Linked DNA regions of Mus musculus: all the other regions are linked to region 3. Evidence: chromatin contacts called from public HiChIP or PLAC-seq data. All regions are on one chromosome and are shown on one strand. Each heading gives the region's core, a stretch centred on a gene start, on an enhancer-like site or on the middle of the called end of the contact. The rest is flanking DNA. Distances are from core to core; before and after follow the strand shown. Region 1 overlaps Nrcam (neuronal cell adhesion molecule). Region 2 overlaps Nrcam (neuronal cell adhesion molecule). Region 3 holds the start of Nrcam (neuronal cell adhesion molecule).

Region 1 (3,618 bases), core at 1,080-3,579, 170 kb after region 3:
TATCCAGTAAGTTCTCAGGTATGTTCTCTTTAAAATGGCTTTAATTCAGCCATGAGCCTGCTGTAATCTGTTTGCCTTGATACATTTGTAGAATACCTTTCTGTTTTGCAGACAGAACTAATGTATCAGTCTTTGCCGAGGGATGGAGCTGGGCAGATGGCGCTGTTCATGCGTTCATCTGGATGCAGAGTCAATCTCCATCCTCAAATTAGAGTAAAAACTGCTTATAAACCAGAGTCTCAGAGCAGGGTAGGCATCGTGTGGAAAGGCACTGCTGTTTGTAGTGTGAGGTAATGTAAGGCAGGGCACAGCCAGTGCTTGTACAAAGATTGCTTCCTTTCTATTTCTCATGCAATAATGGCTATCTTTGCCATGAAGTTTTTTCAACTGCGCCCCTCCAAATCCTTCATATCTTTTTGTAGTTTTTCAGATATGGTGATAGAAGGTGGGTGAAAGTAAAATCCCCCCCCCAGCAAGTAGCTTGTATCTGGATTTTCTGCTTATAACCAGTCTTTAAAAATTTCAAAGATGATCTGTAAATGTCAAAGCTAGACGTGGTACCTGGTATCATGTATCTGTAATCCCAATACTTCTATGGTGGGGAGGTAGGGGTGGAGACAGGAGGACCATGGGAATCTTGCAGGCCAGATAGCCTTGCAAATACAGACTTGATAATAAGAAGCCATGTCTCAAATGAAATGGAAGGCAAGGACTAACACCCAAGGATATCCTCTGGCTTTACACATATATGCACTATCATATTATATCTAATAAATATGACATTTTGTTTATTAACTTGAAAAAAGACATTAAAAAATTATTCCATTAAAACTCAATGATGTTCAACTGTATGAATGAATTTGATTTTTGAAGTGGTTATTCAGTGCCAACATCAGATACATGGATAGAGATGATGACATAGTGGCTCTAATGTAGTGGACTGACTACAAGCTACTGCTGTTAGTCAAGTCTGTTCTCCTCCTTTCCTCTTTAATAAACTATGTTCTAAGATGGCTTTTTATATTTTAAATAGTTGAAAAGATCAAAAGAATATTTAATAATGTGAAAATTACACAAAATTCAAAGTTCAGCAGATAAGTAAGTTTTTTCTGAAACTTAGCCATGTTAGTGTTGTATGGTGTTGATCCCACACAATTTTGGCAGTTAAGGAATTTCAAATAGAGCCAATGTGGCTGCCAAGGCCTAAAGTGTTTGCCATGCAATGCTGATTTGCAGACAGCATTCACTGACCCTGTCTGCATTGAACAAGAGGCACATTCCATGTTGATTCTAAATGGAACTACAAAGGAAAGTTTCAGTAGCTGTGTGAGACTCAGCACTGAGCTTCCCAAACTGAGGATGTGGGAGAGAGCTCTCGAGGAGAGATGGTGGAGATTCGGGTACATTTATCCCACACAGAGAGATGAAACTCCATCTTCTTTTCCCCTCATACCATTAACTCTTGAGAGGATTCCGTGAATGATAACTGTATCCAAAGGAGCTTTGTTGAAGTAGCTTCCCAATGCTGTGGACAGTTCTATCTATGAAGCAATCAAGACACTGGTCTGGGAAGATTGACAGAATGCAACTCCAGTGAAACCATCACTATGAGAGGTTTCCATCTACATTATAGAAGGTATCTCTTTTGCCCTCTTCCCCTGCTTCCTAGTTTGTTATTCTCGAAAAATCCATTGTCTCCTTAGAGCAAGCTGGGAACTGTATTATTGCTTTTGAATGTGAGAACCAACCAGATCAAATATCCATTAAAAAAACCCACTGTAAAGCTTTGAAAAGAAACATCGAAACTCATCACACACGCCTTGATAGTACCTCTTAATGCCAGCAAGCATGTGAGAAAGTGCATGTTGTCCGTCAATTAAATAGGCACAGCTATACCTATGAGAATCATAGCAGAGTATTCACATCTAAAAGAATGGCACTGGACACCTAAGAAGGTTAGAAGGTTGAAGGTTTTGCTTCTGTTTGCCTGCAGTCATACTGAAGATACAATGCAGATGCAGACTGGTATCAGTGACTGATAGCGAGAGAAAGCCAGAGAAATGGAGCCATTATGTGGACCTAATGCTTCGATGGCCCAGCCAGACAAGCCAGGGAATTTAATATTAAAGAACACTGTCTGCCAGTGGCACTGGCACCCCTGACTTTTCATGCTGGTATCTAATTTCTTTCCTTTCTCTTAAAGCTTCACCCAGTCCCCTGTAGCCCTTGCCACTTCCATCATTCAGTGAGTAGATGAATGAAGCTTTCTCCCACACAACTCTGATTAGCCAGTCATTCATTCTGCCGAGTACTAATTATGTTCCCGGCGCCATGGTAAGCGTGTGAGGCACAAAGCAGAACAAGGAGGTTGCCCTCCCCTCCCCAGGGAAGTACATACAGGCTCCCAGTGGTGACAGACTTGCAAAGAAGTACACTTGTAAAGTGGGTTTCTGGAATATGTTTGTATTTGTGAATGAAAATTGCATCCTGGAGACTGTCTTGTAAACGAACAGCTGCCATTCTATGTAAGCCCTGAGCTGGGACAGAGAAAGAACATTCGACCAGGACCACAATGTCTTGAAAGACTTCCAGGGGAGCTGTTGAGGCTTGATGAGTGAAAATGAGAGGATTTGTGAGCCAGACAGAAGTAATATTCAGGCAGGCATGAAGATTTGGGGAAAAAAAGACTAAAACCATAGGTATAGGTGGGAGCAAGTCACATTAAAAGTACACAGTGGTCAAGGTGCTAAGTAGAAGATGTGAAAACTAACACAGGAATTCCAGGAGCCTGAGGTGGGGAAGCAATGAGAACGGGGTTTTGGAAGGATGTTCTCGAATCTATGGAGAGAATAGGGTATTGAATACTGGAGATGAGGAGTCTCAGCATTTGGAGGCTATTCAACTGTGGCTGATAGCACCGGCAGGAGGTGAAAAAAGTTAAGAGAAGAGTAGGAAGTGTGCTTAGTTAGATGTGAGGTAGGAAGAAAGGGAAAGAGGTGTATGACTGGCACGAGTTCCAGCTTAAAGTTCTAGCCTGAGGGTGGTTCAAGACACAGGTGTTCATACTTGAAAAGTGAAAACATAACTAGATGTTTAAATGTGCGACAGTATTGAAAAGGTGAAATATGTTTGGTGTTGGGTGAAGGGAGGGGGTCCTGGAAAACAGAGAGCCTGAAAGAGAAGGGGATATGAGAGCTGAGGAAGGGGAATGTGAAACGGGGCAGAAGCGGGCAGGATCAGTGATTCTACATCCTGCAGAAAGGACAACTGCAGACCTGGTAGAAAAGCTCCACCCCATTCTGAGAACCCCAGGCTTATGGACACAGACTTCTGGAAGTGGTCCCATCGTCCTTCCCCTCTCCTAACCCTCATGACTTCTCTCTTTGTTTTGCTGAACTGCAATGTTCTCCTTGTGTGTGCATCTCCTAATACGTCTCTCCTGCTCCTTTTCCTTTACTGCTATAGATGTTTCAGACGCTGTCTCCTTCCATTTAGATTAATGTGGCATTAACCTTTCCTCTCACTGGATGCCATGCCAAGTTTTCTATACATCTCCCTCTCTAGTAGTTTTGGAGCAATGGCAACTTACTCGGTTGTACTTTATCTGCTCAAATGTAA
Region 2 (3,324 bases), core at 539-3,038, 150 kb after region 3:
GACAGATAAAGGGAGCAGTATGATCAGTTTAGTAATAGCTTATGTGTACACTTTTAAAGCAGATAGTCTGATCTGATGACAGAGTCCTGGCTATCTCAGCAAGTAAGGGGCACAAAAATTGTAGTCAGATGTTTGTGTTTCCCTGATGGCTATGTTGAAACTTAACCACTACCATGATGGACTCGGAGACAGAACCTTTGGAAGCTGACCAGGTCATGAGGACAGGGCTGGCTCTCTTAGAACTAGTGCCCTTAAAGAAGACATAACAATATCAACTAACTGGATCCCCTAGAGCTCCCATAGACTAAAGCACTAACCAAAGAGTTCACATGGTGGGACCCATGACTCCAGCTGCATATGCAGCAGCAGCTTTAGCTGGCATCAATGGGAAGGGAGGCCCTTGGTCCTGTAGAGGCTTGATGCCCCAGCATAGGGGGATGCTAGGGCGGTGAGGCAGGAGTGGGTGGGTGGGTGGCAGACTACCCTTATAGAGGCAGGGAGATGATATAGGGGGAGGTTGCAGAGGGGAAACCAGGAAGGGGGAAAACATTTGAAATGTAAATACATAAAATAACCAGAGAGAAAGAGAACGAGAGAGAAAGAGAGGGGGGTCCCTTTTCCTTTCCATCTCATGGGGACATAGTAAGAAGGTTCATTGTATATACTTTGTGAACCCAAAACCAGATCCTAACCAAACATCAAACTGCAGGTACTTTGATCTTGGAATTCAGTGTTCAGAATTGCGAGAAGTAAGTTTCTGTTGTTTCTGAGAGACCTATTTTGTGGTACTTTGTTACAGGTCTGCAAATAGATTAAAAGAGTGGAAGAATAAGTACGTTGAGCTTACTTGTCCTATGTGTAAAATGTTAACATTTGATTTGGGAGAGTTAGAGAAAAGTTACCATATGCAAAGTATGATGGACTGATTACATATGAAGATCTCTTGAGACTGTAGCTGTTGTTTGACTGAAAAGCTCTGCATAGTGGCACAATCCTACAATCCCAGCTTGGAGGGGTATGGGAGTGGGGAAGTGTGAGTTTGAGGCTAGCCTGGGTTACACAAGAAGGAAAAAGAAATTAAACAAAACAAAACAAAACACCTAGTTCCAAGTGATATGGAGTCCTTTAGTTTTAATAAAGAAAAAAAAGGTAAAATCTGTACATTTAATTACAGTTGAAAAAAACATTGACAGTATAGCAATTATTTAATCACTTTTTCTCCCACTGTTAACCCCTGTTGTAATTAGCAGCTTCTGTTCCAAATTATATATGTCGTAATTGTGCCCCCTTTGCTATAGACAAAATGCTTTTTATGCATGGGTATGCAAATGTGGACGTTAGGCAAACGGTATAATGAGCCAGAAGTTAATGAACAGGAAACTGCACAAGAATGAGGCAGACAAGTTGTCACCAGAGATGACTGTGGGGCAGGAAGTATGAACCAAGCATTCCCAAGAAATGGAAAGTGGTTCAGGAGACAAGGGCTGCCTCCAGACAGGCAGAGAACAGATTTGACTACAGGCTTACTGAAAAAAAACCTAAGTGTCAGTCGCTCTCCAATAAGGCCGGTAGAGTTTGGGATGAACTACCTATTGCAGGAATATTCAGGCCTCTATTAAATCTATTTACTTCTGATTCAAATAAATGACAAAGATTCTCATCCTTTCCCAGTGGATTGTTAACAATTGGCACATATGAGACAAGATGCAGTGGGAAACCAGAGGTTACATTATGCATTTCATTAGCAAGACTGGCACTACAAGAGAGTACGAGGGGGTGCTTCCCTGGGTGGGAAGCAGCAAACACCGCCAGGCTGAGCTGAAGCTCTGTAGCTTGTAGCAGCTACCAACAGTGGGTTAGAACAACTTACATTTGATTCCAGACCCACCAAGAGAAAAAAGCACCAGCCCTTACTGGGCTGCTAAAATCCAGAGTTACAGCCACCACACAAGCTTCTATAGCAACTACCACCAATTGCTTCATTTTTAAGTGCCAAACCAAGAGTCTTGCTTTACCATTTCCCCTTACTGTTTGTGACTGGGTCTTAAATGTGCACCAGAGGCATCCTAAAAGTTTGGTCTCTAGCCTGTGAAGTTATTAGGAGCTGATAGAACTCTTGATAAGCAAGCCTCGTTGGGTGAACTGATTCTTTAGGCCCTTGAAGGAGATACTAGAGTGAAGCCCCTTCTTGTCTCTTTCTTTCCTTCATGACTGACGTGAGGTAGGAAGCTCTTTCTTCCCCTGTGTGCGCCCTGACACAATGACCTGCCTCGTCTTAGGGCCCCAGACTGTGAATCCAGGTGACCGTAGACAAAAGCCTCTGAAACCATAAGCCAGAATCAAACTCTTACACTGGTGATTTTGGGTATTTATTACAGCTGTGTAAAGATATCTCAAACAACATCCAGTGAGCAGGACCCAGTGAATAACTGACTGCAACAGGAACATGGGACACTTTGATTGCAGATTCCCTGTCCTGGTATTAGTCCAATGTATAGGGAGGCAGGTGTGCAGCCAAAAGACAAAATGAGAAGTGGGCACCCTAGTTATCATAGAGAGAACATTAGATTTAAAATCAGAAAACCTAAGAGCAATTTGCCAGACCTGACTCTCAGTGACCTTGTGATTTTATAAAATAACTCTCTCCCTTACACTGAGAATAACCATAATACTGCCTCACAAGCAGTTGAAGGAAATGAGATATAGTATATGTAAGTCATTTTGTAGAGATAAAGATTGTGTGAATTATTAGTTATCCCACACTGGTCTGTGGGAAATTATCCAATTCAGGACTTATGTGACAATCATAAAGATTTTGCTTTTTAATAAACCGGTTACATCAGTTACTTGCTTGCTTTACACGCCTGTGACTCCAGGACAACACTGCTAAATTAGAGTCGTGAGTTTAACACTCTCTGTCAATTTAGCAGATTTATATGTTTTTTTTTTTAATAGAAACAATTCTCTTTTGATGGGTCACATCCAAAGATTAGCAGCTGAGCTCTCTTAGCAGCAGGAAGGAAGGGTCGCTAGCCTTGGGTTCCACAAATGAACTTATTAAGAGGATTTATAAAGCCATCTAGTTAATCAGAGAGGAGGGGAGTGGAAGAGCTTTGCTTAGCCAAGCCACAGTTGCCCACTGCACAATTAGAAGCACAGTTCGCATTAGACTGCTGTAGTCCTCAGTTGGGGGTCAGGCAGCGAGCAAGGATACAGCTGGTGGGTGGATACTGTAAGGTTGTTAATTAATCACAAGGGGGTGTAAACTGAGGTTGAGGGTTTAATCTCTGTTTGGTTTTGCATGGCCCCTGTTCCACTACATTG
Region 3 (3,587 bases), core at 210-2,709:
CTAGCGTAGCTAGGCACATGCTTGGTTTCAGAAAATTTGAGGTCAAGTTGTCGGGTAGTCTCCCTGAGAGGCCTGCAGTATGGATATGGATTAAGAAACTTGGTTGAGAAAATCAGGCAAAGGGAGAAAAAGAGAGAGGGGAGGGGGAGATAGGACTGAAAAACAGAGGAACGTCTAAAGCCTGTTCACCCCAGGTACCACTGGAGGGCTCCATGGCTCTCTACGGAGGTGCTCCTCACGGGAAGAGACATTCTGTGCTCTGTCCTTGACACAGCATGGCACAGTGGTTAAGACTATGGGTTTCGGGATCAAGTGTGAATCGTAGTACTCTTTGAAGCTTTGAAGTACTTTCTTTTATGAAGGGGATCCTGTATGTTTGGGCAGTAGGAGAAAGAAGAGACACTGTGCACATGAGTGAATGTGGGTTGAAGCTTAAGTTCAAAGTAAAGTCACAGCAGGGCAGAGGAGCTATCAAGACTCTGAAGCATGGCCCGGGCCAGATCTGTTTTTATTCATGAGTGCCAATCTAACACCTATTCTGGAGGCTGAAGGTAGAGGCTGAAGAGAGCTTCCAAAAGTAAATGGTCCAGCTGGGTAATACCAGGCTGACTGTACCCGGGCCTGCAGAAGGAAGTAGGCCCAGGTAAGAGGCTATGTGCCTTGGACACCATCATGCTGGAAGGGGTGAGGGTCCTGAAGAATCTGAATTGTGTAGTATGCAGTGGGTTTACTCAAATTCTACATATTCTTTTAAAAAATTCTACACACTTTTGCATTGAAAAAACAAACAAACAAACAAACACAAAACTTGTATAATACTCTGCAATCTGAAAAGCTTATGTCAACTACTCCAGAAACCCAATCCCTACTGAAAGTAGCATCCGCTTACACGCTAAAGGGACCCTTCCTCAAGTGTATTTGAAAATGACAGTTGTAAAACTATAAACCAGTACCCAACCCATGCCAAGTAGAGTTTGCAAAAGCACGAAATACTTTAGAGGAATAGAAGAGAGGCGGAAGGATTGGAGGTGAGAGGAGGGCGGGAGGGAATGTGTGATCCGGATCCATCCATCACACTCACACGGAAATCTAAACCAAGGAGAGTGGCATTTAAAACACTGGTTTTCTGGAACATCTTCTGTAGACACATCCCAGTCACCCATTCCCCTGAACACTCAAGTCCTGAGTTCCTGGCCCTACAGCCACCACCTCACCCGGTGCGTGGTGGCAGAGGTCCGGAGTAGCGCGACCTCTCAGGTGAGAGGCCACCCAGTCCTCAAGGCGCTCAAGGCCGGAGCCCATTCGCTGCAGCCTAAGCTGTGGGTGGGTGGGAGGGGGTTAGGCCGGAGGGGAGGGGGCGGGCGACGCCCGGTGAGTGCGGGGGAGGGGGACGCGGGGACGCTAAGAGAGTCGGGAGGGGCCTGAGCGCGACGCTGGGTATCGCCGGGAGCGGAGGGCGGGAGCGGCGAGGACGCGCGCTTCGCCTGGGTCGCTGGCGGACGCGCGCCGGAGTCCGAGCCTGAGACGCGCGGGCGCGAGGGACCGTGCAGAAACGGAGACTGGGGCAGCTGGAGGCGACAGCTTCGGAAGCTTCGGAAACACGCACGACAGCTGGGCTCCGGGGTCTTAGGCAGTAGCGCCCCGGCAGGGAGGTGGGCGCGGCACGAAAACGTGAGTAGCCCTGGGTGTGTCTGGCGGTTGCATTAGTGACATTCTGTCCTGGTGGGTGGACGCGGCTGGAGCAGAACAAGGAGCCCGAGGCTGCCGCGTTGTCACTCAGACACTGGCGCCCCGGCTCAACCCGAGCTCTTGTGGGAGTCTGGCAGCACTTGCAGCTTGGGAGAAAGAGGTCGGCGACTTCGTTTTCTCTTGCAAGCCCTTGACATAGTCGGGGCGCTGGTTGGAAAAAGGAGACGCACGCCCTGGGAGGACGCGGCTTCGACCCCCGCAGCTCGGGTACCACGGGCGAGAGCCCACCAGCTCCTTGGGTCCCGGGTTAACTTCAGCCTCTCTGGAAGCCCTGACTAGAGGTCTGCCTGTGGACAGACCGGCATTACACAGCTTTCTGGGCTGGGACGCAGTGGATGCAGTGTCACAAGACAGGGTCGCCCGGCGGCGAAGCGCGACTGAGTCCCGCTGGTCGCGCTGCAGCGTGCGCGCGTTCGTGTCCCCACGGACACATCTGGGCGTGGGCTTTGTTCAGATGTGCTCACACCTGGGCGAATCGCCGTGAGCGGGCGGGGGGCGGGGGAGGGGAATCGGCGATGCTGACTGCCCACCTCGGCTTTCTCAGCCCTGGCGAGGACTCAGGGAATCAGAGGGGAACAGGATAGACACCAGGGATGGTGCGCTGGGGACACTTGCTTTGTTGGCTTCCAGGTGAGGGCCGTGACAGTTCCCCCACCACACACAGCCTCTGTGGACAGGGGCTTCTCAGGGCTGGTGTACCGGGTTTGGGACAGACTGGGAAGAGCCTCTGCCCTGAGCAGGCTCTCAGGGTGGGATCTGACTACAGCTTCGCCCGGGAGTACTGTGGTGAGCCTGGAGTGACTGCCCGCGTTAGAGCATCATCTAGCTGCGAGCGCCATCTGTGCCCGGCACCGCCCCGGGCCCTCCAGGCAGCGCGGGTGGGCGCTGCGGCTCTCTGGTTCCCGGGGTGTGTGGATCCGGCTACTCTCGGTTCACATCTGCCACGGCACAGAACAGGGACCGGATTTCACAGTAGGCAGAGCTAGGGAGTCATTCTCTGAGAAGTGTTCTCTGGATAGCAGGTGCAGCACGAGTTCCCTGAGTCCACCGGGCTGGTAGGCAGGTCATTTCTTTCCCTTTGCTCCGGGCTACCTCTTCACATCCCTGATGCTGGCTGGAGGTCCCTGTGCGTCTGCAAGCACAGAGAAGAGTCGCCATGAGCAAGAGTCCCTCTCCTACCTCACCATCTTCACCCATAGCTCCAGCACCATGGTAAACTGAGAGGGAAAAAGTCCAGAGAGGGAAATGTTCTTCTCCTTCTCTGTTCTTGGATGGTTGATTAAAAAGAAGTGTGGTTTTGAAGCACAGGGTCCTTCCTTGCTGAAGCTCTAGCAGGAAGCCGTGGAGCAGAGTATAATGGGGTAGGCAGCCTTGTTTCCGCACGCACCAGGAGCTCCCCCTGGGGTTGTTGTGGGGAGGAACACAGTGACCCCTGAATACAAAACCTGCTTGAATTGGGCTGCTTCTGAAACGGCCTATGCTAACCACCCATTCCCTGCTGTGAGGCCTTTCAGAAGTGCTAAAACAATGGAGACAGGCGAACTCTTTCTACATTAATGATATGGTAGTCAACTTATTGGGAAACTCCAGGTGTGCAGGAACTATGCACACACAACATCTCATGTCAATTCTTATAACAACTCCATTTCAAAATTAAGAGAGTAGCTTAGACAGGTCAAGTAACTTTCACAAGACCACATACGTAGCTAGGGAGCAGCGGAGCTTTCCCATCAAAGACTTTGAAAGTGTGGTCTTCTTGAGACTTCTCATGAATTTAGAGGAAGCCCAAATCCTGAGTATTCAACGCCAAAATATTATTCCATTGAATACAAATACAA

The links. HiChIP or PLAC-seq counts read pairs in DNA pulled down with a chosen protein or histone mark.
Region 1: a contact with region 3 is called in an H3K4me3 HiChIP or PLAC-seq map of embryonic basal ganglia, with 3 times the contacts expected there. The contact joins the enhancer-like site here to the promoter of Nrcam in region 3. A contact is called at or near these places in 5 of 39 promoter capture datasets (cranial neural crest, embryonic stem cells, epiblast stem cells and 2 more), 1 of 484 Hi-C or Micro-C datasets (embryonic fibroblasts), 9 of 115 datasets of contacts at active chromatin or transcription factors (embryonic basal ganglia, embryonic forebrain, embryonic hindbrain and 5 more) and 2 of 9 other capture datasets (adipose tissue and embryonic stem cells).
Region 2: a contact with region 3 is called in an H3K4me3 HiChIP or PLAC-seq map of embryonic basal ganglia, with 2.7 times the contacts expected there. The contact joins the enhancer-like site here to the promoter of Nrcam in region 3. A contact is called at or near these places in 10 of 39 promoter capture datasets (the 3T3-L1 cell line, the HPC-7 cell line, embryonic stem cells and 3 more), 2 of 484 Hi-C or Micro-C datasets (cortical neurons and embryonic stem cells), 7 of 115 datasets of contacts at active chromatin or transcription factors (astrocytes, embryonic basal ganglia, embryonic forebrain and 4 more) and 2 of 9 other capture datasets (embryonic stem cells and pancreatic islet).

Annotation. Positions count from the first base shown.
Region 1 is chr12:44,496,737-44,500,354 of GRCm38.p6, forward strand. The region is part of intron 3 of Nrcam (neuronal cell adhesion molecule); the gene reads left to right. Among named protein-coding and RNA genes, the nearest start is that of Nrcam, 170 kb to the left of the region's middle. Within about 2 kb of position 2,330, at least 11 of the 459 cell types and tissues checked have an H3K27ac peak or open chromatin away from gene starts, as enhancers often do. A contact at or near this core is called in embryonic basal ganglia, where this site is marked.
Region 2 is chr12:44,478,448-44,481,771 of GRCm38.p6, forward strand. All of the region lies in intron 3 of Nrcam (neuronal cell adhesion molecule), which reads left to right. Among named protein-coding and RNA genes, the nearest start is that of Nrcam, 150 kb to the left of the region's middle. Within about 2 kb of position 1,789, at least 9 of the 459 cell types and tissues checked have an H3K27ac peak or open chromatin away from gene starts, as enhancers often do. A contact at or near this core is called in embryonic basal ganglia, embryonic forebrain and neural stem cells, where this site is marked.
Region 3 is chr12:44,327,426-44,331,012 of GRCm38.p6, forward strand. It overlaps Nrcam (neuronal cell adhesion molecule), which reads left to right and starts at 1,460. Exons shown (of 31, transcript NM_176930.4): 1 at 1,460-1,671.